2 separate regions of the Sus scrofa genome follow, and region 1 is linked to region 2. The links are chromatin contacts, called in public promoter capture Hi-C maps. All regions are on one chromosome and are shown on one strand. The core of a region is the stretch at or near the end of the contact, and the rest is flanking DNA. Distances in the headings are between cores, read along the strand shown. Region 1 holds the start of R3HDM1 (R3H domain-containing protein 1). Region 2 holds the start of DARS (aspartate--tRNA ligase, cytoplasmic).

Region 1 (4,268 bases), core at 114-2,613, 600 kb after region 2:
GACATGACAGCCTTCAAGTTTCTGCATAAAAGCAAGCTCAAAGAACAGAGGCACTCTCCTTCGCACCTAGCAACAACAATAACACAAAAAAGAGAACAACGGCAAAAAACTTCAACCACACAGGGAATTGGAGGGAGAACCTAAGGCTCAACCCTAACGTGTGTAAATCTGATCTCCGAGATCCGTGGCGTTGACAGTCATTCAACTTTCTTTTTAATAGCCCCACTGTGCTTTTTCTGGTACCACAGGCAAAATGTACCACCTCACCTTTCACCAACCGGTCGTAACGCTTTATTTCCTTTTTAAAAATTCTCGGGGTTGTAAGGCCAGGGGCCGCGGCCGTGTGGTGGGCCGATGAGCCCGGGGTAGCGGCGCCAACCACCCGGGAAAGCAGAGCCACTCACGGCACCGCTCCTGGCAGGCCTTCTGTGGCTGGTTCCCGAGTCCCTGGGGCTGCAAGGGCAGCAGCAGCAGCCAAGGCAGGGACTCGGGAACCTTTCCCCTGCCTCCTCCGCTAGGCCTCGAGGGGTTTGCTTTTCACATGGCCCCCGGGTGGGGGCGGTGGGCGCAAGGTAGTGGATGCAGTTGCAGCCGCAGCGGCCGACCAGACTAGCCAGGACGCCCTCGGAACCAGACCTCCCCGCGGGCTGGCAGCAACAGCACCTCAGCGGGGCCCTGGCTGGAGCGCCGACCGCTCCGCGGGGAAGGCCACCTTCTCACACACATCTCTCCCCTGCCTGCCTTTCTCCGTTAGCGCTACCGGTTGGCGGGCGGGGGAGGGGAACAAGGCGCGTTATTCCCGGGGAGCTGGAGGGGGGAGGGGAAGGCATCTCTTACCCGCGTTACTGAGAAGGAGGAGGAGGCGGCTGGAGCGCGGCGCGGCGGGGCGACGGCGGGGCTGGGTGGGTGCAAGTAAGAGTCTTACGAAAGGGAATTAACCCCATCACCAGCCCGGACACCGGCTCCAGCAGCAGCCGCGGCTGGCGGAATCCCGCCCCTTCCCACCACGCACTAGCCCCGCCTCCTCGTTCTCTTTGAGGGGCAGTCGACAAATCATAGGTTGTATATTCTCGGAGTGATAGGAGGATCATCCAATCACGCCTGAAAAAAATGCCTTCTCTCCACCCCTTTCTCTCCTATCGGCCGCGGGAGAGCCTAGCCAAGTCTTTCTCCACCCTCAAGGGAAAAAGAGCCAATCGGCGGTAAGAATCCGCCCTTGAAGGACACAAAGGACAACCAATGGTAAAACTAAAAGGACAGCCATTTTGCCCACTTGTAAAAGAGCCACCTTTTCCCACGAGTTGGAGCCTGAGGTGGGGGAGTTCTGGGAGTTTTTACTGACCTGGAGGTATTGGAGAGACAACCATATTTCTTCAAGGAGTATTTATAGTGCTTTATAAGAGTAAAGGAAAATTTTCATCCTCCATGTGGTGGAAGTGAGAAATGCCGTTTAAGGGCTTGGCTCCTCCCCTCAGCGGTAACGGGTTCTAAGTCGAACACCTGGTTTATTCAGCCTCTGTGAGGAAAGGCGGGGTGATTGCCCTTTTCGGCCAGCAGCCAACTACAGCTCCCAGTGTGCTTTGCTCCTGCCTATATTCTTTCATCGGTTTGCTTGCAGCGGGGCCTGACGGGAATTGTAGTTCCCGGGAGGTACCCATGAAGCCTCTTTGGCCAATGAGAAAGGACAAACTTTTGAATGATTTGGAGTTTGGGGCGGGGAACTAGTTGCTAAGCTGTGGCGAAGCCTTTTTGCCGTCCTAATAGAAGAGGGAAGGGATGGAAAAGAAGGTAGTCGGGGAAGAGTCTTTTCAGAACGCCGTAGGGGTTTTAAATGCTGGTGTTTGAACTCTCTTACTTTCAGTTTGTCCCTTTGAAGTCACTTCCGCTTTGGGGCGGACACATGCCAAACCTGTGGCGGGAGTTGGAGATTCTACAGCGAATACACCAGGTGTGGCGGTCTGGGAGTGGCATGGCGGGCAAGTCGGAAGTTTCTTGCGTGAAAGAGAGGAAATTAAATGGAATTTAATTGCATTTTAGAAAGAGTGGGTGAAATGGGATGGGGCTACTTCCCAAGGGCTGAATGCCAGTCTTCAATTCCAGAGACTTCAATTTCCTGTCTTCTGACCTGCTCAGTATTATATTACACCCATTTACTTGTGATGGGTGTTTCTGTGGCCTTTTTCACATCTTCAGTTTGGCTAAAAACTGCCCAGAAATTCTGAGCTAACTCCTCCTACTTTAACGAACAAACTTTTAAAGGCTGGTTCAAAGGAGAAAAGCTACAGAAGGGATTGATAGTCAATAATGGGCCTTTTGGGAATTCCTGTCCTGGCTCAGTGGTTAAGGAACCCGAGTAGTGCCCGTGACGCGCGTTCCAGCCCTGGCATCGCTCAGTGGGTTAAGGATCTGGAGTTGCCCTGAGCTGTGGTGTAAGTTGCAGATGAGGCTTGGATCCCGCCTTGCTGTGGCTGTGGCATAAGCCTGGCAGCCTCAGCTCCCATTCGACCCCTAGACTGGGAACCGCCACATGCCCCGCGGTACAGCCTTAAAAAGACAAAAACCAAAAACCAAAAAACCTGAAGAATGGGCCCATTAGTTTCTTCTTCTTCTCCTTTTTTTTTTTTTTTTTTTTAATGTAAAGCATTCATTAAACAAGTGCCCACAGGGTACCACCTATAATAACACTGATGAATATAAACATCATTGTAAAGTCTTTGGAGCCCATAAGCTTAGCACATCAGACCCTGCCTAGTTAATGCGCCTTTGGGATGTAAAGTTAAGTATATTCTTGCTGTTGGACTCTCCTTTGGGAGCCTTTGGAGACTCTTTGAAATAATGAGATGCAGAAGGTATTAACAGGAAAAGCCTTTCAGCAAGTTACTGTTGTGGCTCAGCAGGATAAGAATCCGACTAGTATCCGTGAGGTTGCTTGTTCAATCCATGGCCTCGTTCAGTGGATTAAGGATGGGGTGTTGTATTAATGCGGCTGTGGTATACGCAGGGCAGCTGCAGCTCCAAATCCATCCCTAAGCTGGAAACTTTTATATGCCATTCGTGTGGCATATAAAAAGATCAAAAAAAGAGGCCTTTCCTCCCCACCTCTGATGGCTTTCATTCTTAAACTCTTTTCCCCATCATTTTGACTGACTTCCTCAAATACATTCAAATTTCCCCACAGTTTCACTGAAACTTTCTTTTATAAATCATCCTGTAAATATTTATTGAGTATTTACACTGTATTAGTTACTATACCAGATTTTGGGGGAAGAGAAATGGCAAAACGACAGGTTCTTGACCAAAAGTAGTGAGGAAGACAGAGGCCAAACAAAATTAATGGTAGTGTTACTTGTTCTTTTAATCTCTAAGTTTCTTCATTAGTCAGGTTTTGCTAGTTACTTTTTCCATTCTACATGTGGACTAAAATAAGCATATTTTCTTTCTGTTTTTTTTTCCCCTTATGTACTAACATGTCTATGTCCAATACTTATGAATGGTGTTTATGCGCAAACTAGATGATAAATTTTATAGTGTAATCCTTCTAGGTAAAGGAATATAATCATACCTTTTGTGTGCTGGATCCACCAAAGTATTGTCTCTTGCTTTTTTTTAAATTTATTTTTAATTTTATTCTTCTATTTTTTGCTTTTTAAGGCTGCACCCATAGCATATGCTAGTTCCCAGGCTAGGGGTCAAATCAGAGCTATAGCTCCCGGCCTACATCACAGCTCACAGCAACGCCAGATCTCTGAACCGCTGAGCAAGGCCAGAGATCAAACCCACATCCTCATGGATATGAGTTGGATTTGTTTCCACTGGCCAAAACAGGAACTCCTTTTTTTTTTTTAAATGTATTTATTTACTTGGCCACACCTTGGCATGTGAAAACTCCTGGGCCAGGGATTGAACCTTCCCTGCAGTTGCACGCTGGGCCTCAGCTGCAGCAAGTCTGGATCCTTAACCTGCTGTGTGACATGGGAATTCCTGCTCTTGCTTTTTAATGCAGTTGGGAATTTTATGTAATTTAGCAGAATAGTTTTCTATAGATGCTTAGTTTTTTTTGGTCTGAGCTCTTCCAGTGTAAATCAATAATTAGTAATGATGGTGTTTCCTCTGAACTAGGAATGATGTTAAATGCTTTAAGTACATATTCCCTACAGTAATCTGCAAGTATTGTTCTGTGATGTTTTGTACTTGAAGAAATTGGAGCCCAATGAAATTCAATAAGATTTTAAAGCTTTTATCAGTAAATTTTTGAGCTGAGATTCATA
Region 2 (4,271 bases), core at 597-3,096:
TAAGAGCTGCAGCTGCTGGCCACAGCCACAGCAACTTGGGATCTGAGCCACGTCTTCGAACTACACCACAGCTCACCTCAATGCCGGATTCTTAACCCACTGAGCCAGGCCAAGGATAGAACCTACATCCCCATGGATACTAATTGGATTTGTTTCTGCTGCACCACAACAGAAACTCCTTTCCTATTAGTTTTGAATGCACTCAAGTCTTTTCTTTAATAAAACTCCACTTGACTTACTCCCCATTAGTTACCACCTATATTTTTCCTCTCATCCAAACTTCTCATATCTAAAGACAGGTAAGGTAGTCAGAGGTACAGTGGTTAAAGACATGGATTCTGAAACCACACTATCTGACTTGAAATACATCATTTAATGGCTCTAAGACCATGGGCAAGTTACTCTCTGCCTCAATTTCCCCATATGCAAAAAGATTACAATATTACCTCTCTGGTATAAGAATTAAATGAGTTAGTGTATGTGAAACATACATCTGTAGCCCAGACCTCAGAAAGGCAAAGGTTACCTGGACATTCTCCCCTTGAATGTAATTGAGCCATGATCTTTCTCTTCCTAACCCGCTCTGCCTTGAATATTCTTTAGGCCCCATTTCACCTGGCTGACTCTTCTAGAATTTAGCTGAAGTATCACTTCCTCAGCGAAGTCTGAGGTAAATGCCCTCAAAAAAACTTGCATAGTACTTGGTACCTCTACTTCATACCTGCAATGAGAAGGTAAGCTGAGGGCAGGGACTATGTGTCTCCTCACTATTGTACCCCGGGATCTGAACGTGGTAGCCTCTAGAGCCCTTTCATTTGCATTGGGGTCTATCTGCACTCCTGAACAAGTAAAACTCTGCCACTTTGTCACAGGCTAAGACTAGTAAGGTAGTTAAAACTTGACGGAGTGCAAAGACGGCTAGCAGAGGAGACGGCATTTAACTACGCCCCCAAATTACTTTCAATTGCAATAAGCGGCTTATGAATGACAATTAAAAAAAAAAGCCGAACTATATAGAGATTCATTCATTGGACAAGCAACACTATGCATTGCCTCTAACGATGCAACAGGTCCAGGCAATCAGGCAGTTATGTAGGATTTTTGCCATTGTGCTTAAGCTTCACTTTTTTTTTTTTTTTTTTTTTGTCTTTTTGCCATTTCTTGGGCCGCTCCCACCGCACATGGAGGTTCCCAGGTTAGGGGTCAAATTGGAGCTGCAGCCACCGGCCTACGCCAGAGCCACAGCAACGCAGGATCCGAGCCGCGTCTGTGACCTACACCACAGCTCACGGCAATGCCGGATCCTTAACCCAATGAGCAAGGACAGGGATCGAACCTGCAACCTCATGGTTCCTAGTCAGATTCGTTAACCACTGGGCCACGATGGGAACTCCAGTTTCACTTTTAACTTGGGTACCAGTACCCAATCCTACCTTAGCAAGCCAACTGCCTATAACCCAGTACACAGAGCAGCTTTTTGAGAAGAGGTCTCCCATGAGTCCAGGCACCTATACTCCCGCTGGACAGTGTTGGAGGCGGATAAGTCCATGAGAGGAAAAGTCGTATCTCGAGTTGGGTGGATGTTTTGGTGAACAGTCTGCAGTTAAAGCCAAGAAGAGTAAGTAGGGCAGAAAAGACGACACAGTAAAGGCTGTAGTTGGGATAGGCCTGAAAAGCGAAAAGACTCAAGTTTGTGCCAACTAAGGCTTTGAGACTCCTCTACTCAAGAATCATTCCCGCGAGACTATAACGAATTCCCGGGGATTCCCAACACCCATAAGGGCGGGGCAAGAAGACGACACTGGAGCGCGCTATCAGCCTCCCAGCGCTCCAAGATCTCGAGAGAGTTGCAGTTCTCGCGATCTTTCCGCAGCCGACCCTCCACGCGGAGTACGAACGTGTGTGCTGTGACTGGAGTGCAGGGAGGGCGGAGACTGCGGGAGGGAGAAGCCCCTTTGGCCTGCCCTACGGAAGCCTGCGAGGGAGGGTGGTGATCGCTTCCCTGTCCAGTTGTCCATTTGTCCAGATGCCCAGCGCCAGCGCCAGCCGCAAGAGTCAGGAGAAGCCGCGGGACATCATGGACGCGGCGGAAGTGGGTTTTCTTTCCCGGGCCTGGGAGCGCAGGACCCCCCCCCCGCCCCGGGCGGGACCGCGCGGAGGGAGGGAGTAGGGATAGCGGGGCTTTGACTTCTGGATCCCTATCGGCACTTTGACTACAGGCCGCATGCCTGAGGTTCGCGCTCTTAGAACGCTCACCGGGCCTCCAAGGTCCTTGTCTGAGCAACGTGGCCAGAGGCACTACGGATCGCATTTCTCACTGCGGCGCCTAGGAGGCCTGGCCTAGGAGAAGCGTGTCGCTGGGCTGGGGTGGACTTAAAGTACCAAGTGCCCCGGAAGTAGGAGCGGCGAGGTCACTTAAACCTCCCTGGGTTAGGCACGTCCTTCACGTAATCCGTCTCTTTCCCCGGAAAATTTTAATGTCCACTGATAATCGATTTTCGCACAGCTCGTGTGTTCCTAATGTGTTTCAAGTTATGACAGTACTTAGTAAAACGATCTGCCAAAATGTTTAATGGCCGTTTTCCATGCGACAGCCTTAGAGAACACTTGTCATTTTTAAAATTTCCTTTTTTTCTCTTAAGTAACCCATGAAATAGGTAGGGAAGTTTGCAGAGAATGCATTTGAGATGAAGTGCCCCCAAAATCATCTGTGGTCCTTCAGTGCTATCTGGAAATGAAAGTTTTGAAACCTACAAGTTAATGCGTGCTGTTGGTAAAACCGAGATCCCTATCTGGCTCCTAATTTTTCTGTTGAGGAAATATGAATTTATCGTAAACTACCTAAGGAATAGGTTATCTTAAGACTGTTAGATGGAATAAGGTTTGCTGAAGTATGAACGGTATTAATAAGTGACCTCTTATTTTCTTTTCACATGCTGTAACTTATTTATGCTGCGGTCTTGCTACATTGTATGACTATCTTTTTATTAGGACTGAATATCTTTAAGGTGTATTTTTTGTTATTTGCCAAAAACAAACAAAAAAACTTTAGTAAGCACCTTAATACATTGTTTGGTTTGTTTTAGTATAAACACAAAATCTTACATCCTTCAGGTCTAATGAAGATGAGAATTCCAGCAGACAGCTATAGTGGCAGAAACTGTTTCATCCACATCTTAAGTTACCTTCTAAAATTTAAGGAATCTACTTTTGTGTATTCTGGACCTGATTGTCTATATAAACTAGCAGTGCACTTTTGCAGATAGTGTAAGTCTAGTTATGAGGTAGCCATTGTGACAGAGTTATGTCATTTTTATAGCTAGAAGGGTCTTAGAGATCATTTAATAAAGTGAGATTGAAATAAAAGGCCACTTACTAATTTAATAAGTATAGTTTGTTAAAAATAATAGTCTGAACTCTAGGTCTCCCTTCTCTTGTTCCTGACTTAAAATCTGTAACAATTTTGGTGTCATATTGTCAGTGACAAAAAGAAAGTTGTACTTAGGTTATAGCCAACATCTCTGATTTTTGAAAACTGGACATCTGGTGCTCCGAAAGCTTACCCCTAAATGTTGGTTCTCTTTCAACATCTCTTCCTATAATAAGAAGTAAGAAGTAAATAAAACTGTGGTACCTCATCCTTCACCCTTCACAGAGGAAATTTATATCCCTGCTTTGAAGTAGTTTAGTCTCCCTTTTGAAGAAGGTAATTAAGATGTGTTGTGCATGTGAGTAAATTTTGGGTGTGCTGTTGTGTATAGCATATCATTCCAGGGGTGGTGATGTTCAAAACAAACTAATCAGAAACTGGGTGCTTATCCTTTTTCTATTATTTCTTATAAATGAAAAGACAGATTTGCACACTCTAAAACTACTGACTCTGGATTAATAAAATGGTCCTGAAAGTTAAAATAAATTCATTTCTATTTTCTGTTATTTGTATTTCTGTGTTTACTATGCAATTAGTATTTAAAAAGTCATAATGCAAAAATATTTTTTGTAGGATTATGCAAAAGAGAGATATGGGGTATCTTCAATGATACAATCACAAGAAAAACCAGGTTAGTAGTTCATAAATTAAGCTTTTTTTCTTTCTAATTCAAGGAAAGCTCTTCATGAAGTTTTGTCTTTTCTAGGGTCGCACCCACGGCACGTGGAGGTTCCCAGGCTAGGGGTCCAATCAGAGCTGTAGCCGCTGGTCTACGCCACAGTCACAGCAACGCCAGATCCAAGCAGAGTCTGCGACCTACACCACAGCTCACGGCAATGCC

The links. Promoter capture Hi-C pulls out the DNA fragments that hold promoters and counts their contacts.
Region 1: a contact with region 2 is called in a promoter capture Hi-C map of liver, with 2.4 times the contacts expected there. The contact joins the promoter of R3HDM1 here to the promoter of DARS in region 2. A contact is called at or near these places in 1 of 5 promoter capture datasets (liver) and 1 of 47 Hi-C or Micro-C datasets (heart right ventricle).

The regions. Positions count from the first base shown.
Region 1 is chr15:16,412,995-16,417,262 of Sscrofa11.1, forward strand. R3HDM1 (R3H domain-containing protein 1) reads right to left here and starts at 1,364. Exons shown (of 24, transcript XM_021075222.1): 1 at 1,343-1,364. ZRANB3 (DNA annealing helicase and endonuclease ZRANB3) reads left to right here and starts at 1,297. Exons shown (of 21, transcript XM_021075255.1): 1 at 1,297-1,348.
Region 2 is chr15:15,808,651-15,812,921 of Sscrofa11.1, forward strand. It overlaps DARS (aspartate--tRNA ligase, cytoplasmic), which reads left to right and starts at 1,847. Exons shown (of 16, transcript XM_003133266.5): 1 at 1,847-2,092; 2 at 4,004-4,061. The coding sequence starts at 2,027.